3 separate regions of the Rattus norvegicus genome follow, and all the other regions are linked to region 1. The links are chromatin contacts, called in public Hi-C maps. All regions are on one chromosome and are shown on one strand. Each heading gives the region's core, a stretch centred on a gene start, on an enhancer-like site or on the middle of the called end of the contact. The rest is flanking DNA. Distances are from core to core; before and after follow the strand shown.

Evidence for each region. A called contact is a pair of places that touch in the nucleus more often than the background predicts.
Region 2: a contact with region 1 is called in a Hi-C map of liver, with 2.0 times the contacts expected there. The contact joins two enhancer-like sites. A contact is called at or near these places in 3 of 12 Hi-C or Micro-C datasets (kidney and liver).
Region 3: a Hi-C map of liver shows a contact between it and region 1, with 4 times the contacts expected there. The contact joins two enhancer-like sites. A contact is called at or near these places in 3 of 12 Hi-C or Micro-C datasets (kidney and liver).

What each region holds. Positions count from the first base shown.
Region 1 is chr15:15,872,075-15,875,458 of GRCr8, reverse strand. All of the region lies in intron 1 of Ptprg (protein tyrosine phosphatase, receptor type, G), which reads left to right. It overlaps LOC120097096, which reads left to right. Exons shown (of 2, transcript XM_063274845.1): 2 at 1-3,384. Among named protein-coding and RNA genes, the nearest start is that of Ptprg, 110 kb to the left of the region's middle. Within about 2 kb of position 1,833, at least 5 of the 93 cell types and tissues checked have an H3K27ac peak or open chromatin away from gene starts, as enhancers often do. A contact at or near this core is called in liver, where this site is marked.
Region 2 is chr15:15,725,257-15,728,740 of GRCr8, reverse strand. The region is part of intron 2 of Ptprg (protein tyrosine phosphatase, receptor type, G); the gene reads left to right. Among named protein-coding and RNA genes, the nearest start is that of Ptprg, 260 kb to the left of the region's middle. Within about 2 kb of position 2,065, at least 14 of the 93 cell types and tissues checked have an H3K27ac peak or open chromatin away from gene starts, as enhancers often do. A contact at or near this core is called in liver, where this site is marked.
Region 3 is chr15:15,655,676-15,659,605 of GRCr8, reverse strand. All of the region lies in intron 2 of Ptprg (protein tyrosine phosphatase, receptor type, G), which reads left to right. Among named protein-coding and RNA genes, the nearest start is that of Ptprg, 320 kb to the left of the region's middle. Within about 2 kb of position 1,990, at least 31 of the 93 cell types and tissues checked have an H3K27ac peak or open chromatin away from gene starts, as enhancers often do. A contact at or near this core is called in liver, where this site is marked.

The DNA of each region.
Region 1 (3,384 bases), core at 584-3,083:
AAAGCTGGATTTGTTGAACTTGGGGATGAAGTTTGAAAAACACCAAGAGGGTGCTGAAATGACAGTGGCCTTTGTCCTCCGACTCTTAGGAGGTAAATGCCTTCTCTGCCTCTGCCTTAGGATACAATTAACCCAGGTCTGGTCTCCTGAAGGCCGCTCACTTTCTGACTTCCAGCCTCACCCATATGCTCTCTCTTTTTATATTGTCAGGTGGTCCCGAGGGTTGACTGAAACAACACATGTGAAGAATGGTGTGCGTGTGCGTCCTAAGAGAGGCCAGCAGAGAGTATCAGTGTCCTTTCCTATCAGGCTCAGTGTTAACTTCCATGAACTCTCCCTGAACCTGGAGATAGCCTTTGCTACACTGTTTGGCCAGCAAGCCCCAGTGGTCCGGCTGTTTTTTTGTTTTTTTGTTTTTCTTTTTTCTTACATCCCTGACCTCCCAGCACTGAGGACCATGTGTGGACCACGCCCTGCTTTTGCCATGGGTGCTGGGAATCTGAACTCATGTTCTCGTGCTTACACAGTGGGCACTCACTCTTACCCACTGGGCCATCTCCCCCTGTATGCTCTAAACTGGGAATTATAATTATAACCAGAGTAGGAGACCTGCAAGGCTTTCAGAGTGCTGTGTGAACAAGCTGAACTGAATGGGGAGGGTTGCACCAGGGTTCTTTGTGGAGTACGTGATAGCCAGGCTACGGTTGGGCTTGTAGCTCCATGGTCTACCATGAACCTATGTGATAAGGTCCTGGGCTAATCCCCAGGTTCATATAACACCCCTAATTTAAAAAAAAAAAGAGAGCAAGGTGGGAGGGGGTGGGGGATGAATGAATGAATGAATGAATGAATGTTGAGTTGGAAAGGTCTGGCCAAGAAGGTTCTTATTAAAATAGGAAAAAAGGTGAAAAATTTTTTTTGTTTGTTTTGTTTTTAATTAAAATAAAGGGTGCTGTGCATGGTCCCCACAGAGAGCAATCTGCTTGTCTCTGTCATTGTGTCAGTTCAAGGAGCAGACACCGTGGTGCAAGAGCATTTTGGTGGTTAATAATTGGGGCGGAAAAGGTGGGAGGCAGGACTAGGCAGGACCTCAGGACACCGTGAGGATCTCATGCGGTTGCAGCCGTGTCTCCAGGATCCCCACGTGTGAATTCCTTGGCATGGACGAGCTTCCCTTGACTCAAAAGCTGGTTGGATTTTAAACGTAAGCCAAGTATCAAGTTCCTTCTAGAAGGGAGCTGGCAGTGGTGCCTCCACAGGGCTACGCCACTGTTGAAGGCAGGGTTTTTACTGTATCTTATTTCTGTCACACCTCCCCCTGTTTATTTCCTTCATAGCCTTGGATCAGCAGCTGTAACAACAAGTTGGTACAGTTAATCTCTCTCCCCAAGGTGCAGCCTCAGTTACTCTAATTGACTTCTGGCTCACTGAGGCACACTGCGGGGGTACCGGAAGGGGCACTCCTTGGCAGGGTGGCATGTGAAATGTCTGGCCTCTTGCTGAGGTGATCTCTCATCAGGCCTTGGAAGGATGAATGACCACTGTACAGGGCTGTGCATGGGGATGCAGTTATGTAAAACGATTGCTAAGCTTTCTACTGGACTCTGGTTAGCTTGTGGTTGTTTACTCCTAAAGGAGGAAGGGGCTGGTGGGGAGGGAGACGCTTTTTATATATTTAGTGGGGGGTATATACATGCCTGTCCATCTGATCCGTGAGGAAAGTGAGGTGTGGAGAACTTCCTAGGGTTTGCCCAAGCCACTCACCTGAGGGATGGGTAGATGGGGACCTTGGCTCTGTTTCTGCATTCCAGGTCTGACAACTTGTATTGTGGTGATGTCAGGCAGTAAACATTAGGGCTAGGAATGGCTGGACAGAGACTGACCTACACTGCACTCTGGCCTGCACTGGAGTGAATGACCTCTTAGAACCTTTGTCATAACCAAATGGCAAAGCTGTGGGGAAATGAGTCCTCTTCAAGGACTGTAGCTTGGCACAGTTTCCGTGGTGGGACTTGGGCTGTGCCCATCACGATTCCACAGGCACCATCCCTTTGATCTGGCACCTCTGTCTGCCAGATGCTTGTTCTGCAGATGTACCTGTCCTCTAGTGCAAAATGACACGTGTCAAGGTTGTACGTACATCAAAGGAGCATTTGGATTTGGAAAAAAAAATGGAGGTAACCTGACAGCCCATTAATTGGAGTAGCTTTAATAAATTATACTCTCCCAAGTAATGGCATATGGGCAGCTGTTACAATTAGCTAAGCAACTCTCTCCGAACAGATACATATGTTTATCCGTATCTATATCTGGATTGCCCTAGATTGCACAGTGAAATCTAGATAAAGTCACGTTTTTTTGTTTGTAGAGGTCACAGGACAGCCTCAGGTGTGCTCTCAAACACTGTTTGGTTTTCCCCCTTTCTCCAGACTCTCTTACTGGCCTGGCACTTACCATGTAAACAAGGCCACCATCACACCCAGGAGACATCTGGTCTTAGCCTCCCCAGTGCTAGGATTACAAGTGTGGGCCACCATACACAGTTTTAGTTTTTGTAAACAAAAACAAAAACAAAAACACAGGTTCTGGGGACCAAACTTAATTGTCCATGCCATTGCCCAACTCAAGATGATGTTTTTTGGGGTATACAAAAGGCGTCACTGGAAAGATGGGATGAGGTGAGGGAAGAGGTGAGGATTTCACCGTCCCACCTTTTCTATCTTTGACTTTATTGTATCTGTAAGCAGTAACTCAGAAAAATGAGTTGAGTAAAGGAACTCCCCAAACCAGCCACGCTAAAGGGAGGTAGACATTAGACCAGGAAGAAGAGATCCAGTAGAGCAGACCACCTACTAGTCCTGAAATGAAGCAAAGAGCCTCCTTGTTTCTAGTTGAAAGGACACCTAGGAACTTTACTGAGTTGGGAATGGCTTGACTTGAAGATCTTCTCTGGAGTTTGCTTAAAGTCTTTCTCCCTTACCATTCACCGTTACCTACAGACCCACATCTATAGGGACAGATTCTTGTGCTATGTCTCCTTGTCCTTTTACCTCAGGATTATTGAATATTTATTTCTCTGAGCATTTGCGATGGTTATTCTGGATTGTCAACTTGGTGGGATTTAGAATCACCATGGAAACGTGCGGGTACGCCCACTCGTGATTATGTAGACTAGGTTGAGAGGTGAGACGGCTCACCTAAATGTGCTCAGCACAGGTCTGTGGGATGGAGCTGTGGACTGAGTGGAAAAGAGGAAGCGATGGCAAACCCTCTCTGCTTCCAGGGTATGGAGGGAGTGTGCCCACAGGCTTCCGGCCGGTCCCACTGCCATTACACCCCTCCATGATGGCCAGGACCATCCAATGGTGAGTTCAAATATCTCCT
Region 2 (3,484 bases), core at 816-3,315, 150 kb after region 1:
TCAGAGTACTAGCAAAGTACCTCTATCATCGCTTCCTTTTGCTCTTTTAATGTAAAAACTTCAGTGAACTCTTTCCTCATTGGAACAGATTGTGGGGTGTAACTGGCCTGAGTCTGTTCCTGGACCATAGGCACAATGTACCACATTCTGCTCCAGAAGAAACTCTCTTAATGCCCTTTTGAAATGAGAGGTGTTTTCCATCGACAATACAATCAATTTTACAAAGACACAGACGATGTAGTCATTCTCATTTTATAGGTAACAAAACAGAATCGGTCTCCTGACAGGCAGGCCCTGTAGCATGAGAAGGAACAAAACCTGCCTCATACCACAGCGGGCCCCTGCCTTACTTGTGAACAAAACAATGCTTAAACCAACATTGTGCAGGTTCTGGCAACACGGAACTCGCTGGATACTCTGTAGCCAGGACACGCCATTTCCCCTCTGAGTGGGAAACTCTTCAAGTCTTCCTCTCAAACAAACACCCGGTATTATTTTTGCAGACTTCTGGGGAGTTACTTTTGGACTACACCCTAGGACAGGAAACCACAATTGCGCCTAAATTTGCACAAGATGGAAATAGATAACATTCTTTAGCAACCATGGCCAGCCACACTTAGTGCCTTTGGGTTCTCAGGGTGACTGATGGTTTGTGTAATGCTTTTCATACCTGGGCAATTCACAGGAACCACTGGCCCAGGGGATTTCATAAATTCCGAGGGCTTGTTTTAGAAATTAGAAGTACAGGGGAAATGGTGAGAGTGGAGGAAAGAGATGCTCTATGATTCAGGCTTTGGGGAGGTGTTCATGGGAAAATGGGTTGCAAGCGAAGAACGGTAGTGCAGTGCAGGCCGATGCAAGGCGTGTGCTGTGGACCCGAGTCTGGGTTCTGCCTGTAACATTGCAGAGCATATGATAAACTTAATATCAGTGAGGATGTAAGTAACATCACAAAGTGGCTGCTTTCTGACATTCCCCTCTACCGAGGTGAGAATCCAAAACTGATCCTAGGAGAAATTCTAGGCACACATCCACGGGAAGGATGCAAGGCCTGGGATTGCTAACTAGTTCGCCCAGATTGTATGCCCGAAGCCACTTTCCCTAAGCCATTGAGACTTTGATTTTAGGTCTATTTCTGCCGACTTCTCCAAGCTGAGTTGCTTAAAGCAAACCTGATACTTGGATTTTCATGACTAATCGGTTAATTTCCACTCATGTATGTGGCAGACGCAGGCTTGTTTATGTTTGTTCGTGCATGCGAGTGTGCACATGTGGAGGCCAGAGATCGAGTCCAAGTGTCTTCCTTCATTCTTCTCTACCTTAATTTTGGGGATTTCAGGGTCTCTCACTGAGCCTGGTGCCCATCAGCTTGGTTAAGTTGCCTGGCCAACTTCTTGGTTTAAAACAACAGGGCCTGTCTCCTGCTCTGTCTATCTGGGTGGTTTGTCTCTTTGCTGAGAGTCGCTTAGACCTTTTGATGATGATGTTAGTTGTGATACTTTGCTGAAGGTTTGCTCCCCCCCCCCCCTCGTGGCTGTGCATGTCATATTTAAACCTGACAGAAAGGAAAGCCTCAGGTAATCTTAGGGATCATTTTTTTTTGCAAAGCATATCTTTGTATGAAACCTGATAACACCGAGAGGCAGGACTCAGTCTTTGTGCCCCCATGCCATGCCATCTGTTTAAGAGTCTGTGCACCCATCAGTTATATGACAGGTTACTTCTCAGTGTGCTCCAGAGCCTGCCACCCTCTTCTGCTCACCTGTGTCAGGATGCCCTGGCAACTGGCCACCTCCCATATGGTGGTAAGATGGAGTCCATGGACAATACAAGCATCCCTCACCGTCAGCCAGCTGGACATGCCAAGAAGATGGTCTAGGTTGGTTAGAGGAGAGGAAGGAAGCTGGCCAGCCTCTTGGAAAGCTGAGGACTCCAGCTCAGACAGCATTTACACAGCTTTTATCGTTGTCTTTAAAAGTTTCCTGAGGGCCGGGAAAGCTGGCTCTGGGATTAGTAGTTCATACTGCTATTGCACAAGACCTGAGTTTGGGTCCCAGCACCCACGTGGTCAGCTAATAATTGCCAATAACACCAGTTCCAAGGGACCTGGCTCCTCTGGCCTCCGTAAGCACCTGCCTTTAAGTGTTCCTTTCCTACCCCCTACCACTACATACATGCATAATTGAAAAATAAAATAAATCCCTTTTGGTTTTAAAAGGGGGGAGGGATTCTTTGCAAAAAGAGTAACTCAGTCTCTTCACTGCCGTGGGCTGGGAGTGAGTAGTGAATAGTTCACTTAAAAAACAAGAACAAAAAAACCAATACTATTTGGGGAAAATGTGAAGGCAAAATATCTAACTGCTTTAGAAAGAGGCACGGATACAAATGTCGAGAGGCCAGAAAATACCCAGCATGCACCATCGCCCTCGTAATAAACTGGCCGGCAGAGGCAGACCAGAAAACACCCAGCATGCACTACCCATGTTATTAACTGTCTGGCAGAGGCAGAGGTTGCTTGATCAATATGAACTTGTTCACGCTTTCAGATCTGGGATTGTTTTTACTCACGTAGAAGGAGACACAGTTTATATCCAGGGATCAAAGTAAGATCCTCCATGTTACCACTCAAAGTGCAGTCAAAGTTTAAAATTCCTGCAGTCCGGCAACAGGAAACGTGGGATCATTAAACCGTGTTGGCTGGGTTTGTTGTTTATTCCGACTAATCTGACTGGGTGCCTGGTGTGGCTGGGAGTGTGCTAGGTGGCACCATTTGAAAGCATAAAGTTAGAGGACGCAGTTTGAAAAGTAGTGCTGAGATATTGTCACTTTAAAATCAAATTTTCTAGTGTTTTATTATTGTAATTTGCAGATATTCAAGAGTTGAGGCAATTAACATCAGTGCTTTGTCGATTGATTGACTGTGGACAACTGATTGACGAATGATTGATGATTGATTGATTTTTAAAAAAATTTTTTTTAGGCACTAATGATTTCATGTAGCCCAAATTGGTGTTGAACTTCTTATTCCCATGCCTCTACCTCCCAAGCGCTAGGGTCTGCCACACCAGTGGTTTTCAAACCAGTGTATGCTGAGGTTGTTGGCTATGTAGCACTGTGTTTCTAATAGGCTGTTGGCAGTTCCCCGACATGTGCATGAGTCACATTGCAGATGGATCCTCCCGTCCATGGGGTGGAGGGCCTTAGACGATTGTAGCCCCAGCTGTCACCTTATGTGCACCTGAGTTGCAGGCCTTCCCTCGCATAGACTCGGCCAGTAAGTACTATGACTGATATCTCTTAATGGCAAAAGTTTCCTGAGTTCTAGAGGATTTTGCCTCACACCCAGCCTGTGATAGTTTCTAATTCTAGAGCTAGGAGAGTCCTTTTGTAAATTACAGTGAGGAGGTAACTCTGTCCTGCGGCTTCTCTCCACAAGGCTGATCTATTCTGAAGTGAGTTGTTTCAACTCTAAGAATAGGTATGT
Region 3 (3,930 bases), core at 741-3,240, 220 kb after region 1:
AGTTGTTGAGCTGCCCACCTAGGTACTTTTCCACGGGAAGAACAGTATGTCACCCTAGCCCACCCAGATCTTTCATTTTGCTGTATGGAGATCCTCCAAGAAAGCAGCCAACCAGGATGAAAGGCGTTTCTTGAACTTCTCCAAACACACTGATTCTGAAATCTCAAACTTCTTCTCCACATTGGAAACTTGAGAATGTAATGTCTGTCGCTTCAGCTACCTGATGGAGTGTTTGTTAGAACATCTGTAAGTAGGCTTGGCTTGTCTCCAGCAGATCCTACCCTGTTTGCAAGAACAATTGGCAGCCTAGATTCGTGGTGGGCTGTAGACTTTAACTGTAGTTTGCTGACCTTTCATTTAACTATTTGTGGTCTTCTTTCTATGTCTGCCTGCCTGCCTGCCTGCCTGCCTGCCTGCCTGCCTCCCTCCCTCCCTCCCTCCCTCCCTCCCTCCCTCCCTCCCTTCCTTCCTTCCAGGTTTGTGTAGCCCTGGAGATCTACCTGCCTCTGCCAACCCAGTGCTGGATTTAAGTCATGAAACCACCACACCTGGCTTATACGGTTTTCATCTTTGTTGTTCCAAGTTTCTTCCCCCTTATGTGTCTGTGTCCAAAGCGGGTAAAAAAGAGGAAGGGAATACAAGTACAACATTCTCATGACATGAAGCCCTGGGCAACGCAGAGCCCCTGTCCTCTTCCCAAGCAAGAAAGTTAGAGTGGATTCAGGTGCTGCTGGGGATTCTCCCACTCAGCACATGCCTTGGCCTCACCATGTTGCTGTGTAGCTCAGGTTGTGTGTGTGTGTGTGTGTGTGTGTGTGTGTGTGTGTGTGTGTGTGTATGTATGTGTTTGTTTTTCCATCAATAACAGATGGAATGTTGGGGCCATTGGTGAGATTTTCCGTGCTTTCACAGTGGTCCTCTGATGGCAGCTTGTGAGTCATCAGAACCTTAGATCCCAGCCCTGACCTCGGGAGTCACAGCCCGTGTACCTCAAAGACAGGTGAAAAGTGTGAGCAGCCCAGAGTGTTTAAGGAAGTCCATCTCCAGAAAGTCTGTAAAGTTGGATCACAGAAACAGTCAGCGGTGTGGTTCCTAGCTCAGGTGGATTGAGTCGTGTCATGCCATTTTAATTCTGGCTTGGATTTTCAATTAATGGAAAACTCGGCACATGTGTGGTGGTTGGTATGGACTGGACCCCGTGTATTTAAAAGGATCTTTTCAACCTTTCTGCCCTCGCAGTATTTATAGTATTAGGCAGTTGGCAATTTTAAGGCATAGTAGGTCAAACAAGGAAAGGAACGTGCCAACAAGAGAGGGAGGTGGTGAGGGAAAGAGGAGGAGGAAGACAGGAAGAAAATACAACAAATGAAAGAGGAAAGCATGTCTATACACAATTTTCTATCCACCTTATTGTCGATAAGGCGGACAGAGCATTTCTGGATTTTATTTTGAAAACATCACTTCTGCCATGCAACCTCACGGGTGCATAGAACTGAGTGTCTGGATTCTATTTTTGTCTAAAGGCGACACCACTATTAGGCAACTTCCATTTCAGAGTTCTGCTTCTATTTTCTCTTCTGTTCATTTGATCTTTCCCATTGGTGTTGCATCAGCTTCCAAAGCATGGAGAATTCTTGTTTTCTCAGCCATTGATTCTGCTCAAAACACCGAGGGCTTCCCTGGAAATGAGCGCTGTGCTAAGTGGAAATGTGTTTGGTCCCACAGTTTATCTTCAGGGCCTGCACAGTACCCCTCCCTGCAGGGTCTTTGTGAGACATTTAAAGGCTAAGCTCTCAGCTGCCCCTCAGACTGTCATTAAGCGGTGTGCTATTGAGAGCAAAATGTGGGGTGAGTTCTGTTGAAGAGTTTCCCTGCCTTCTGGGCAGGTCTCCCACTTGGCTGCTTTGAGACTGGTTATATCCTGTGCTGTGTGTGGAAACAGGATGAACTTGGCTGTGAGTGTCGACCAGAAGTCCGCTATCCCATTTATGTGGCTGGGCTCTGAGAAGTGCACGGCCTCACTTGGGAGCTTGCTGTGGTCTGCTGCTAACCATCTGAGTCCACAAACCGAGGCCTTTAAAAAAAAACATGACTGGCACAAAATAACCCTGGGGCTGAATTTGGTGTGGTTCGTGCAGATAGTTGAAAGGCTCACTATCTTTTCCTCATCAGAGCAGTTGCTTAATGTTTGCTGGAAACTGCAGATGAAACTCCTCAGCAAAGAGTATGCCTGTTTCTCCCCTCTGGAGGGGAGAGCCTTTCACTCATTGGACGGTGAGGGTTAAGGCATGGGGAGGAGGCAGCACAAGGATCCGGAAGCCCTCTCTGGTGCAGGTCTGTTCTTATAGTCACCCCTCCCTGTGAGAATATTCTATGCAGTTGTGAAAAGCTAAGTTAGCCAGGTAACAGGTTAGGCATGTGCTGCCTTCCCTGTAATGAGGACTGAGGTGCAGCCTCAGTGGAGTCTAAAGCCTCTCATCCCCTTTGATTGCTGCTGTTCCCTGCTCCCGTGCCTCAAACTATCATCATTTCCCTTTCTTAGAAGCTGAGTAGAACAAACTCGGGCCGTGTGAAATATAACTCTCTAAACATGTTTCTAGAACAAGGCAGTGCCCAGCTTCTCCATTGGAGTTCACAGACTGCTGATCTAATTCAGAGCCTGCTAACCTCCCGGCACTTAGAGTGTGAACAATTTTCTGTCTCAAGTGAACAGGGAATGAAAAGAAACCCCATCACATTTTCAAAATCAAACTTGTTATTTTGCCTGAGTCTACTTTTTTATCCTCTACTTGGAAGATCAAATTACATGAATTTACTGAAAGAAAAATCATAGCAATTGTCAAATTGCATGAACAGGGGATTGATTCATCCGTCGTGGGGGTGTTGACATTTTCTCCAGTCTGTTGCTGAAGTTTACGAGTGTTTAAATGATGGGCTGCCTTGGTACCCCTATAACCACACGGGTTTTAAATGATGGAGACACTGGTGGGTTAATGTTTTTGTTTCACTTTTTCCTCCATTCGTTTCAGAAGATACTACAAACAAGGGATTTAAAGATGCCTTTTCTCTTTCCTGTAGCATGTAAAGATGTTAAGAACACCATAAGTATTGAGGTGGAATGAACACTCAATAAACAGTTGCTCTGTAAAACAATTGCTTGGTGAGATACCTCAGGTCTCAACTAATTGCCAGTGTTCTCTCCTTTGCACCCTGGAGATATTTGGCATTGTTGGGGGATTTACGGGGAGGAGGCTGTCATTGACACCTTCCTTTCTGAAGTTCTCCAGGCCCTCTCAGCAATAGGGGGTTTTGTCCGCATTGAGAAGCCTTCCTGTATTATTATTTCACATTCTAAAATTCTTGTTTACTGAAGAATTAAGTTCGAATTTTCAAAAAAAAAAGGTGGAAGAAGATTGTCTTCACTCAATTATTCTTCTCATCCACTGATTATTATTATTATTATTATTATTATTATTATTATTATTATATTTCAAATGCCTCCGTATTAAACCCTAGGATTTCTTTCCAACACTGGATCTTGACATTGAATCGCAAAATGAATTGCTCTTTTCGTGGCCATATGCTTCTGTTTGCATGCTTCCTTCAGGAGAAGTCCATTGATTGACCCAAACTGTCCTTTGGATGTTAGGTTCCCATTGTGGATCACTGCCCCAAAGACGATGGAGTAAATTCCTCAACTTGTTCTCATTGGGACTTCACATTGACAGGGAATGAATGTGAAAACTGCATTAGATGGTTTAGGGGACAGAGTGCCAGAGACAAGCCACCATCGAATGAGTGGCAGAGCATGGGAGATAACTCTGGCCTCTTCATAGTGGGACCTGTGAAAGAAGTGTATGGTTTGAGAGTCTTAATTTTCATTTTCTTTATAACATATACAAATACCACCCCAGATACTTGTTGAGACTA